Regions from separate parts of the Sus scrofa genome. Here region 2 is linked to region 1. A link is a contact called in public Hi-C data. All regions are on one chromosome and are shown on one strand. The core of a region is the stretch at or near the end of the contact, and the rest is flanking DNA. Distances in the headings are between cores, read along the strand shown. Region 1 has its middle 86 kb from the start of ZNF281. Region 2 has its middle 63 kb from the start of ZNF281.

Region 1 (3,271 bases), core at 364-2,863:
ATAATTATGAATTTTATGGAAATTTTTAAAAGGAATAGAAATGAGGCGTGCCTGTCGTGGCACATTGGAAACAAATCTGACTAGCCTCCATGAGGACGCAGGTTTGATCCCTGGCCTCGCTCAGTGGGTTCAGGATCCAGTGTTATTGTGAGCTGGGGTGTAGGTCACAGATGCGACTCGGATCTGGCATTGCTGTGGCTGTGGTGTAGGCTGGCAGCTGTAACTCTGACTGGACCCCTAGCCCAGGAACCTGCATATGCCAAGGGTACAGCCCTAAAAATACAAAAAAAAAAAAAAAAAAAAAGAGAGAGAGAAACAAAGAAAAAAGAATAGAAATGGTAGGCAAAATAAATTTCATCTCAGCCCACCAAATTTTTGCTTTATGAGATAGAAGTGCAGACAAAAGACAAAAAAAAAAAAAAAAGAAAGAAAGAAAGAGAGAGAGAGATAAAGAAAGAAGAAAATGTAAGATGACCACGTGGGTCAAGGACAGATGTGTGATAAAGTTTGGCAGTGTTGATGGCAGAACGGGGATGGTGGGAGGGTGGGTGTTCACTGTACCGTTTTGGGTTTTTTTTTCTGTAATGTTTGAAATTTTTCATAATAAAATGCTCGGGGAAAGCCCTCCCTCCCAAAAAAAAGATAGAAGCTCAGGCTTCATTTCATCACTAAGAATTACTAGTATCACATCATATATACCATTAAATAAATGTTAAGCCTGGGAAATTTCACTGTACTCAGCTATATTAAGACCCAGTATTTTCTTTTTAAAATGCTTATATTTGAGTTAGCTAGAGATGATTAAAGTTGAAAAAGTTATCCAGTGTGCATCTGGTTAATAATTTGTAAGTAAAGGTCCATGCTTCTCATACTTTCACAGAAAATGAAAGTGATACTTAATTATCAAAATAAAAATCCTCTGAATCTATATGCGTCAGACAACTTCCCCTTTTTCTGTTATTTTTAATCCCCCACGGAATAGAAGAACGGCAAGAGATCTTTCGGTGTTAATTCAAAGAAACTAAAGTCTTTTTCTGTTTAGAAGAAGCAATTTCTTTTTTTCTTTTTCTGCCGCACCTGCAGCGAATGGAAGTTCCCAGGCCGGGGATGGAATCCGAGCAGCCATGGAGACAGTGGCCCCACAGCAGGAACTCCAGAAGAAGCAATTTCTTTCTTTCTTTTTTTTTTTTTTTTTGTCTTTTTGCTATTTTCTTTGGGCCGCTCCCGAGGCATATGGAGGTTCCCAGGCTAGGGGTCGAATCGGAGCTGTAGCCCCCAGCCTACGCCAGAGCCACAGCAACGCGGGCCGCATCTGCAACCTACACCACAGCTCACGGCAACGCCGGATCGTTAACCCACTGAGCAAGGGCAGGGACCGAACCCGCAGCCTCATGGTTCCTAGTCGGATTCGTTAACCACTGCGCCACGATGGGAACTCCTGAAGAAGCAGTTTCTTAAGGCAGGGTCTATAGTCTTAAAACAGTGCTACTTTGCAGTAAAATCAACTCTTAATCGTATCTTGGGAAATGATATTACGTATGTAATTTTATAGTATGAAGGTACTTTCGATTCAACCAAGGGCGGAACTCTGCGCTTTCCTGGCACGATGCTCGACTCCCTAAGAAAAGGATACCAGGTGTTGTCTTTCAATTTCTGTGACCTTAAAGTCCAGAACTGCTCCTTCAATCTTGCTCTCCCCCTCCGAGAATATTTTAGTGTGGTTTGATGGGACGCATGTCCACGATCTATCCAAGCTAAAGCAAAGTTACTGACAGGATCTATCACTTTACCCTTGAGAGTTCTTTGGGGTCAGGAAAATGGGACAGCGGCCGGCTGGTGTTTATGCTGCCACCTCTCGGCTTTAGGAGGAACGACATCCCAGGGAGAGGAGAGCCGGGTTGTCCGGCAGGCTGTCTCAGGGCTGTACGCATGCTTCTTATGTGGGGGAGGGGAGCTCACAGACCCTCTGGACAATATTATGAAAGCGCTGGATTCCTCCCCGCCGGGGGGCGGGGGGGGGCCACATGCACACAAAAATTTTGAACCTGAAACCCTTCCACGTTCCCCTGTGTAGACCACACCTTCGGCAGAGCAATCTCTTTTTTTTTTTTTTTTTTTTTGTCTTTTTGCCATTCCTTGGGCCTCTCCCACAGCATATGGACGTTCCCAGGCTAGGGGTCTAATCGGAGCTGTAGCCACTGGCCTATGCCAGAGCCACAGCAATGCGAGATCTGAGCCACGTCTGTAACCCACACCATGGCTCACAGCAACACTGAATCCTTAACCCACTGAGCAAGGCCAGGGATCGAACCTGCAACCTCATGGTTCCTAGTCGGATTCGTTAACCACTGAGCCACGATGGGAACTCCGTGATCTCATTTTTGATACTAGGACTAAAAAAAAATCTGTAAAGTGGAAGAAGGTGGGCATTCTGGGAAGCGGATTAGAATGTGAGATTCAGCAAGAAATTTGTGATTTTTAGTTCAAAATAAGTTGTGTATTGAAAGAAAAAAAGAAAAGAAAAACCCTTCATCAACTTTTCCTCCAGCCCAAGAGGTTTGGATTTCACTTTTAAGCTGATCTACTGGAAAGGCGCTGCCTTGAGGAGTTCTGGGCGGTACTTCCGACGGAAACCGTATGCTCTGACATCCCCCTTGCTGACTCTCAGAGGCTCGCAGAGCTGAGTTTTGGTCAGATGATGCCATCTGGGGCTCGTGGTCTGCTTACCGGTTTCTGGCAATGTCCTACGGACACTTGTGCAGCCCAGGTGGCACAGTCATCCACGACCTCTATGAGGTTGTGAGCATGTCCCAGGGCTTTCCTGATCTGGACTCCCCCATCCCAGCCCTGCTGGAAATGAAGCCACTGCCTCCCACTTCCTACCTAGGGAAGAACGGTTGGCAGAGTCCTGAGCATCTGAGAAGCTACTTGAACCAATCCCCCTGGTCTTCCTCCCTAATGGCTGATTGGCAGACACCTAAAGAGGTATTGATTGGTCTGGTCAGTCCAACAGCCTGGTCCTGTTACTTGTCAGTGTGACCGAGGTATTGACCCAGGAACATTTGGAGCCCTGTACACATTCCATCCAGGCAGTGAACGCTCTTTTTATGAGATTGCCCCTTGTGCCTGCCATGGTCTCAGGGAGGTTGCTATTTTTACAGCCACAGTGACAGAACCTAAAGGCTGAGGCTGCCTGGAGGACAAGTGTTCCCTTTCTGCTTTTTCTTCTTCTGGAGTTGGATTTTTCTCTTTGTTACTCTCAGAGCTCTCA
Region 2 (3,271 bases), core at 362-2,861, 150 kb after region 1:
CAGCAACTTGTGGAGTTTCTGTCTTTATGGAGAAGGTAAGGGGTGTGGGGGTTTGGGGGGGTGGCCATGCCTGTGTCACGAAGAGGTTCCTGGGCCAGGGATCGAACCTGAGCCACAGCAGTGACAACACCAGCTCCTTAACCACTAGGCCACCAGGGAACTCCTGGGGGCTTTGGTGTTAAAGACCCTCCTCTGAAGTCCAGGGTCAACTCCAGTCCCAAGTGACACCCCACCCCCAGCCACCCAGCCCCCTACATGCAGTCCCACACAAGGGCCAGGAGGACCTTCTCCCCCAAATGTCCCCGTGTGCAACCTCCCCTCTCCAGGTCTGCTCCCCAGAGTCAAGTTTTCTCGCATCACTCCAGAAGCCTCCTGATCTACCTCAGCTACTCACGTCCAGGAGGACTTGGAGGGGTTTTCCACGAGCAGGGGGTGCCTTCATCAATTCTTTTCTGGCAAGGCCCCCTCCCAGAGGCCCTCTGAGAGGTCTGAGGGAGCAGCGCCTCCTCGGAGTACCTCATGAGGTCGAAGCCAGGAAGAGGATGAAGCTCAGAGGGTCACCACCTCCAGGGTGCCCGCCGGGAACTCATCGAAGGGTTTGCATCTAGGGATGGTGGGCGAAGCCTTCCTCCTGGGGGCCCATCAGACCCCTGTGCCAGGTGGCAGGTCATGCCCACATGCATTCATGGCCCCCATCTCTGACCCCATCAGAAATGGCAAAGCCTCAGGAGAGGCCCTCTGGTGAAGCCCACCCTGTCCTGCTGGATCCTGGGAATGTGGAAATGCTCATTTATTCAAGAGATTTACTGGAGTGCCTGTCATGGCTCAACGGAAACAAACCTGACTCGTATCCATAGTATCCAGCGGGTTCAATCCCTGGTCTTGTTCAGTGGGTTAAGGATCCGGCATCACAGTAAGCTGTGGTATAGATCACAGATGCAGCTGGGATCCCGTGTTGCTGTGGTGTAGGCTGGAAGATGTAGATCAGATTCGACCCCTAGCCTGGGAACTGCTATACGCTGCCCGTGAGGCCCTAAAAGCAAGGAAGTAAATCAATAAATACAAACAGGATTTACTGGACACTGTTCCCCGAGTTGCTCAAGGAACTGGGGCACTTGGGATGCACACGCACACAGCTGCACAAACAGCCCACCTGCTGGAGTGAGCCACCCGCAGCCCCAGGCTTGAGTGATGCTGTGGTGAACGGCGGGTCCTGCCAGGGCACAGGCAGGGGCTCGGTTTCTGAAGGGACAGAGTGGGTCTGTGGGGGTGACTTTGACAAAAGACGGAGAGGGGACAGCAGGGCAAGGCCTGGCCAGAGGTGGCGGAGGAGCAGGAGGGGAGGGGATGAGGAACCAGGTAGCTCTGGCCTGGGGAGGGGAGCGGGAGGGGCTGGGTGAGGATGGGCTGAGAGCCGTCTGGTCCCTCCGACCCCGACCCTGGTAGGGAGGGTCCCCGCAGCCCAGGCATCCTCTTTGGCCTGGGTCAGGGCTCCCAGCCCCTGGAGGGGAAGGCAAGGTTGCTGACGCGAACTCGAGCTCCCGCCCCGCCCTGCCTCATCCTCTCTCTGTCCCTGATCGCCCCCTGGTGGCCGTAACCGGCCGATCCAGAAGCAGGAAAGGGATCTGCGGCGCTTTTTTCATCTTTCCTTCCCAGATCCTCCTCTGGCCCCTTAACCATCCCATTAGCCTGAGACTCTGGGCACGTGGCAGGGAGGCGGATGACTAAATGGGCAGGGGCGGATGTCACACGGGGGAGAGGGCATCAGTGACAACTGTCGGTGCCCAGACTGTTAAAGTTGAGGGTCCTTTCTCCGCATGTTCTCTGCTTTGGCCACAGAGCCTGACCCAGGGGAGGTCTCATCAAATCCAGAAGTCTTAACTCACCGTCTGTGGCTTCCCAACTGGATGGAGCAGCGGAGTGAACGTGTGTTCAAATTGCCGTCCCGAGGGACCAGTGGTTGTTAAAATTAATGTAAATGTATTCTTTAATTGCAGAAATTCAGGGAGGAGCTTTCTTCATTTAAAAGCGATCTGTTGGAGTTCCCGTTGTGCTCAGCGGTAACCAACAGCTAGTATCCATGAGGAGGAGAGTTCAATCCCTGGCTTCATTCAGTGGGTTAAAGATCCAGTGTTGTCCTGAGCTGTGGTGTAGGTCACAGATGAGGCTCAAATCCTGCGTTGCTGTGGCTGTGGAATAGGCTGGCAGATGCAGCACCAACTGGAACCCTAGCCCAGGAACTTCTACATGTGGAGGGTGCGGCCCTAAAAATAAAATAAAATAAATAAAATAAAAACAATCTGTTCTCACTAGTGCAGGAGTTAGCTATTTATTAAACCTATTCTGATGACATAATTCTTTGGCATGGTCATGCACTTTATATTTAAAGTTATCAAATGCAAACCAGGGTGAAATGATATATTTAGAAAGCTATAGAAATATTTTTCTAATACAGCATCTTATATACTTACTCCTTGCATACTCATCTTCAAGCACACATGTGCCTGTAGGAAATAGAAATGCCTTTTTCCTGCAAATTACTGGTGTGTTTAAAGTTCAAAGTTGATTGACACATGCTTTGCTTAATGAAGGTAATTACCAAGAATAACAGCGCCAAACAGATCTGTTCAGTGTAACAATCTCTCCTGCCACGTTGATGACATTGAGACCTGTCAGATACGCGGTTTTGCCCCCAATCACGCGAACGCACGTTCGTAAGACAAGAAACAGATTAATAAGCATCCACACTTTCCTCTAAACACTTGCTGAAAAGAATAAACGCCGCTGTCTCCAAAGGAAAGGATACATGGGTAGACGTTTTGTCGATGCAGCCTCCAAAAAAAATAACCCCGAGGGGTTCTCAGGAAGGACAAAAGGGCATGGGAGCCTCTCCGGATGGGTGCTCTCTGCGGGGGAGTCAAGCCTCACAGACCCCATGGTACCAGCGCTGCTCTGTCTAATATACTGGCATGTTTCACTGCTCTTACCAAAAATCTTTAGTGCATTCTTTGGATAATCAAGAGCCCAAATAGAAGCTTTCTTTCTGTTCCAGGTTAGTACATGTTTGTTTGAGGTTTTTTTAGAGCTGCGCCCATGGCATATGGAAGTTCCCAGGCTAGGGGTCCAATCACAGGTGTACATTGCCACAGCCACGGCAATGCAGGATCCGAGCTGCGTCTGCAACCTACCATATGGCTCACAGCAATGCTCGATCCTTAACCCACTGAGCAAGGCCAGGGATTGAACCCGCAACCTCATGGATACTAGTCGG

The links. A called contact is a pair of places that touch in the nucleus more often than the background predicts.
Region 2: a Hi-C map of fetal liver shows a contact between it and region 1, with 3 times the contacts expected there. The contact joins two enhancer-like sites. A contact is called at or near these places in 3 of 5 promoter capture datasets (fetal liver, liver and skeletal muscle), 31 of 47 Hi-C or Micro-C datasets (adipose tissue, alveolar macrophages, blood and 16 more) and 2 of 2 datasets of contacts at active chromatin or transcription factors (alveolar macrophages and skeletal muscle).

What each region holds. Positions count from the first base shown.
Region 1 is chr10:22,951,623-22,954,893 of Sscrofa11.1, forward strand. No RefSeq gene overlaps it. Among named protein-coding and RNA genes, the nearest start is that of ZNF281, 86 kb to the right of the region's middle. Within about 2 kb of position 1,614, at least 16 of the 83 cell types and tissues checked have an H3K27ac peak or open chromatin away from gene starts, as enhancers often do. A contact at or near this core is called in adipose tissue and fetal liver, where this site is marked.
Region 2 is chr10:23,100,325-23,103,595 of Sscrofa11.1, forward strand. No RefSeq gene overlaps it. Among named protein-coding and RNA genes, the nearest start is that of ZNF281, 63 kb to the left of the region's middle. Within about 2 kb of position 1,612, at least 12 of the 83 cell types and tissues checked have an H3K27ac peak or open chromatin away from gene starts, as enhancers often do. A contact at or near this core is called in adipose tissue and fetal liver, where this site is marked.